Regions from separate parts of the Mus musculus genome. Here region 1 is linked to region 2. The links are chromatin contacts, called in public promoter capture Hi-C maps. All regions are on one chromosome and are shown on one strand. Each heading gives the region's core, a stretch centred on a gene start, on an enhancer-like site or on the middle of the called end of the contact. The rest is flanking DNA. Distances are from core to core; before and after follow the strand shown.

Region 1 (2,933 bases), core at 412-2,911, 4.9 Mb after region 2:
CAACGGGCACATTCCTCATATCTTGCTTCCCTACTATTCCTGCCATCTTTACTCCTCTCTAGTTGTAGGCCCGTGTAAGCGCAGTGAACAACAACCATGCCACTGCGGGATGCTAGTGCTATCTTCTCTTGAGAGTTCCTCTGACAAACCAACTAGCTGATTACTTTAAAATTCTGCCCTAGTCAAGTTCTCAGGACATGGGCAGATATAGACAGGTTCTTTGCCACATAAATGGCCTGTGGTCCAGTTCCCAACATTTCCTCTTTTCCTTTGAAACCTCATGAACACCCCTCCAACCTCCCACCCCCCACGCCCCCACACACATACACACACACACTGAATACCTCTTCCAACATCCTGGCCTTCCAAACTCCCATCAGAATGACCTACTAAGCTCAGCTTGTGCTTTAATGCTTTTCCAGCTCCAAGTTCCATTCCCCACCCCCTGCCCCCCACATTCTTCCCAGAAACCAGTTCTAACACGGTCAGATTTGTCCCAGCCACAACCTCACTCTGGTTACTAGTTATTTTTCCGGTTGCTGTAGCAGAATATCTGGTAGGAGCAATGTAAGGAAGGAAGGAAGGAAGGAAGGAAGGGTCACCTTGGCTCACAGGACACATCCATCATGCAGGGGGCACAGCATCAGGCATGACATAAGTAATCACATAGTATCTTCAGCCAAGAAGCAGAAAGAGATGAAGAGCCAACATCCAGCTCTCTTTCTCCTGGACCCCGGGCCACAGGACAGTGATACCCACAGTTATCCTGGGTCTTCCCATCTCAATTGGTTTAGAAAATCCCTCACAGACATGTTGAAGGTTTGTTTCCTGTGGTTCTAGATCTCTTTAAGTTAATAATCAGTACTAATCAGATATTTAGATATTTAATGTTTTGGAGTATTAGAAATCTAGTCCACCAGGTCCTGGTCTTGACCCTAATAGACCCAAAAAGGATCTAGAATCTCAGTGGTAGGTGCTATGAATGTCTAAGACGTGGAGAAATACAGACACCATCAGAGGTCATAGAAAGAGATGTATGATCTTGGACATGGGACTTATATCTTGAGCCCAGTGACCTGGCTGCTCATATCACACTGTCCCCTTACCAGGAAAGGCCTCTGAGTACCCAGTGATTGTATTGATATGGGAGAAAAATCACATTAGGATTCCTCTGTGTAACTAGCAATTGAGACTAGCGAACTCTCCTCACAGTCCCTTGATATTTAGAGTAGGGCCTTCCAAATTCCAGGCTCTATTTATTTATTTTTCTATTTATTTTTAAAAAGAATTTCACTCTTATTATTAATTATAGATATAGTAAGGCACATGTGTACATGAGTGCAGGTGTCCATGGAGACCAAAGTGCTGGACCTCCTAGAACTGGATTACAGATGGTTGTGAGCAACTTGTTATGGATGCTAGAAATCAAATGTGAATCCTCTTAAAGAGCACTTTTAGCTGTTGAGCCATCTCTCCAGCACCTAGGTTTTATTTTTTGCAATGATAGGAATCAAACCTAGGGCCTCATTCATACAGACTAAAGCCCTGTAACTTCTTAAAGGTATGCAAAAATAAGCCAATAAATACCTTTTAACAAAGAAAAATAAAGGTATGCACTAAGCACATAATGTTTAACAGACCTTGTGTTCGCATCTCATTCATGCTGGGACATTTAGTAGAGGGCTGGCTGGGCTGAACAAGACACTAACATACATGTGTCCTCATGCCATGTCCCTCTGGGACTGGTTTTCCTGTGTCAGGTAACTGTAGGAACCTGCCCCCTCCTCCATATTCCTTCTTGCTCGTCCCTCTCAAAGATGGCAGGCTGCTGCTCTTCCCCAGGCTGAGCCAGCTGCAGTTGGCTATGATTAATGGCATCTATTAACAGCAAGTTGTAAACAGATCAGGTACACAGTGCCCATGAAGATCTCACCTCCCTAAACCCCTTGCCACCCCATGACTACTCTTTAACTTTCCAGGCTCCTGCTTCTCCCAGCCTGAGAAACATGGCCTAGGGAACGCTTTACTAAGGGACTCAAAATGTTTTGGAAGTAGGAAGCAAACCTATGGGGCAAAGTCCAGAATCCTAAAATTGGGCCAGGATGAAGGCCCAGGTCAGGGAAGCCGATTTGCAACAGCCTCAAAGAACTATCAAGGCTGCCTCTAGGCTGCCTGGACTTGGGCAAATTACCTCCCCATCTCTGGGCCTCAGTTTCCCTATTGAGTGAGCAATTGGCTCGAATATTTTCCAAACTCCTGCTAGAATCATTAGAGCCGCAGAGATCCTTATGGACATCGCTAATTAGTCCCTGCAAATAAGCAGGCTCACTCCACTTCCCCAACCAGCTACCAGTGTCTGTCCAAGCAATAGTTCGGTTTCCTTCTGGTTAATTATAACCAATTTAAGAACCAAACCACAATTTCTTAGGGGGAACATCCAGAGGAGGATGGGAGACCCTCAGTCCAGAAGAACCCATAACTTTCTGAAGATTCTCTCCTTTAACCCACAGAATAAGGACATGCCTAGGAGGTCAGCTTAACCCATTTGAACAGATGAGAAAAACGGGCCCACAGAGACACCTTGATGGCGGGTGAGTGGCAGCTGGAGAGATTAGGATTAGCGAGTCTGGGTCAGCCTCTGGTCTCTCAATGCTCCCCAGAACGCGAACTGAAAGCCTTTAAAGCCCGGAAACCCAGCCAACTATGAATGCAATCTGAGGTAGGTAATCTCTGCGTGTGAAGTGATTATGTGTAAAAACAGTGGATTAGTGTGTCCGTGCAGCTATGTCTCCTGGGATCAGCGGGACCTAGCCTCTTACCCCGCCTTGGGACACAGAGCGGTGACCTCCCTAATGCAATGCAAGACCACCAGCACTCGCGCGTGGAGCTCAGTAACCCCGTACATTCTGCTGTACGTCTTCACCCGGTTTTCC
Region 2 (2,860 bases), core at 191-2,690:
TCTCTGCTGAGTTTGAGGCCAGCTTGGTCTACAGAGTGACTTCCAGGACAGCCAAAGCTACATAATAAAGAGACCCTGTCTCTAACTAACAAATAATAAGTAATCGAATGCTGTTCAAAAAATGAGGGACTACCAATTAACTTGAACTGAATAAGAAACCTAAAAGCAGAAAGAAATAAACATAACATAGAGGTTTGTTTTAGAATGCAAGTCTAACACCTCTATTCTAGTTTCAGCCCCTGGCTGTGCTACCTTCCCCCTCTGAACAGCCTCACAGGTAAATGGGAAGAAAAGGACGTCTACACTCTCAGACTACAAGAAGAGAAGACTAGCAGAACAGCTGTCTTCTCTTCATTATTTTATGCACCCATTTACAGCTAAGCTAACTAGTGAAAAAAGGCAGCCAACAGGAACCCACCCGATGCTTTGCTTTAAGTTACACGATGTACCAAATCTCTCTTCTGTTCCCACTTCATTTCCTGGCATATGGAGATATTTAAAATGCTAAAGGACTACAGAATGGTTCTGTCTTTACACTGTGGGTCCTCCACAGTGAAGGCACACAAACAATGGGCAGGATTTACTAAAGCCACAAGATGGCCTTGAATAATGCATTTTATCTGCTCCCAAGACTACGGATTTGCGGGTCACTCTGGTCACCGGTTCATGTTACCATCTCAGATTATATACTACTAACACAACCATGACTAGGTAACATTTTTCATTGTCTTTAAAAAAAATATCTTTTCAGTCACTTTTGAGATCTGTCTTATTAAAAAAAAATACTTATAGAGTTTAACACAAGTGTTAAAGGAATAAAGGAGGGCTTTAAAAACATCCCACAAGAAATTAAAATATCTTCTAAAAAATATATTGAGGTTCAGACAATGTTTTGATAACAGGCAATTTTCTAGACAGGTCCGGCCTCTGCCATACTGCACGATGAAACACACCAGCACCGCATCTGCAGAGTAACAGCCAGACGCGAACGAGCGGATTGGGTTCCTTTAGCCAGGGCCCGATGCGGAGGGGGAAAGGGACCCCCCCCCAAAAGCGGCACATGGGGAACAAGGTCCCGGGTCTCTGCTGCTCCACCCCAGGGCCAGGGCGGGCTGGGCAGACTCTCGGAGCAACAGGGCGCAGGTCTTGCGCGCAGGTCCCAGACCCAGCTCTCCGGAGGCCGCGCCGTCCCGCCCGCCCTCCCCCGCCCTTCCCGCTCACCGCGCTGATGGACAGGCAGCCCAGACCCGCAAGGAGTCCTCCCGCTCCTACCCGGGCGCCGTTACCTCCGCTGCTGCGGCGGGAGCCCGGCCCCCGGCAGCGCCGCGTCCTTCCTCCCGCGATCGCGGGCTGCGCCTCCCATCGCGAGCTCGCCCCGCGGACACAGAGGCGGCGGTTGGCCCGGTGGGTCGCCTCCAGCACCGCACCTGCTGGCTTCGCTACAAGACGAGGCTGGGCACTGGGCTCGCGCGGTCCGCAGGGAGACCACGCGGGAGCGGCCGCGTCGCTTAGCAACCGCGCACGCCCTGCCGCGCCTGCGCAACGCCGCCTTGGAGGGAGCGGGGAGGAGGCGGAGCGAGGGGCGTGCTGTTCCTGGGTGGTGTGCTCGCAGTTCTTTTTGCAAAAGAGGAAACTGGCTTGGAACCTACGCTTCTTCGTATTCACCTAGCCGTGAAACCAAACATGGGAGTATCAGCAGCACAGCCTGCCTGCTCAGCAGACCGCTTGGAGAGCTCTGCGCATCTTTAATATGTGAAAGCGTACCTCACTCTTTCTGAGAAGTACCGTCCATGTTAAGTCTATTTCGACAGTTAAAATGGAAGTGAAAAGAAAGGCTGTTAAGCCACAGAAGTGGCGGTTGTGTTGAGCTTGGTGCCCATCAGATTTCCTAAGGCTGCAAAACTCCTCTGCAAGAGCGGATTTGATTCCCAACACGGTCGTGGCAGTTCACAACCATCCATAACTCTAGTCCCGGGGTGTTTAATGCCCTCTTCTGACATCTGAGAGTAGCAGGCACGTATGTGGTGCACAGGCATAAACTCATACACATAGGATGAGCCCATTGGATCTATGAGAACAAAACAAAACAAAAACCAAAGGTTCTTCCACGCATCGGTGGCGCACGCCACCTGGTGCACACTGGAAATTATTTCATAGAGCATAATTCCACGAATCTTCAAATGTCCAACCGAGGCTCCTTTTGGGGTTCGTAAAAGTCACAGTCCCTGTTCTCAGAAGATCCACACTCTATTTGCAGCTAAGAATCTGTCCATTTGGGACACTTTATTTTCATCTGTTCAGTGTTGACTTAGCCTGTGATATAAGTAAAAATGTTTTCTTCAATGATGATCTTTTAGAAGTTTTCTGTCTCTCTTTCATCCACAACCAGTGCAATCTTACTTTCCTAGGGTTTTTGTTTTTAAATTGGGCTCTTTGACTCTTGTTTGTAGACAGAGTTCCATGGCAACAAAGGCACCTCCCCCGCTCCAAGATTACAAAATTCTACTAACTGATCCTGCTCTCAGGACTTCTAAGAGGTGAACACCCCAGACTACTACCGGAAGGGTTGGTTGGGACTTGCCTGGACATGTTTAATTACCTCATTTCGAATCACTGCAAGTCTTCCCTTCTGTCTTTAAGGCGCATCTTCTAGAGCCAAGCTAAAGCCTTCCTGTTCTACTTGCCTCCAGCGGGTTAGGGGAGTAGATACAGAGGCTGCCTTTGTCTTTAGTAGGTTATTTCCCTAGTAAGGGAGGGAGAACTCCTTGAGGGTGCTGGACCTCCTGAGTATCTGACCTTGGTGACCTAAGTACTTTTCAGTATTTCTTCAAAGAACCCCTGTTTTGTAACAACGACCACA

The links. Promoter capture Hi-C pulls out the DNA fragments that hold promoters and counts their contacts.
Region 1: a promoter capture Hi-C map of erythroid cells shows a contact between it and region 2, with 6 times the contacts expected there. The contact joins the promoter of Igfn1 here to the promoter of Dyrk3 in region 2.

What each region holds. Positions count from the first base shown.
Region 1 is chr1:136,004,681-136,007,613 of GRCm38.p6, forward strand. Igfn1 (immunoglobulin-like and fibronectin type III domain containing 1) reads right to left here and starts at 1,662. Exons shown (of 27, transcript NM_177642.3): 1 at 1,641-1,662. The coding sequence starts at 1,662.
Region 2 is chr1:131,136,794-131,139,653 of GRCm38.p6, forward strand. It overlaps Dyrk3 (dual-specificity tyrosine-(Y)-phosphorylation regulated kinase 3), which reads right to left and starts at 1,441. Exons shown (of 3, transcript NM_145508.2): 1 at 1,287-1,441. The coding sequence starts at 1,363.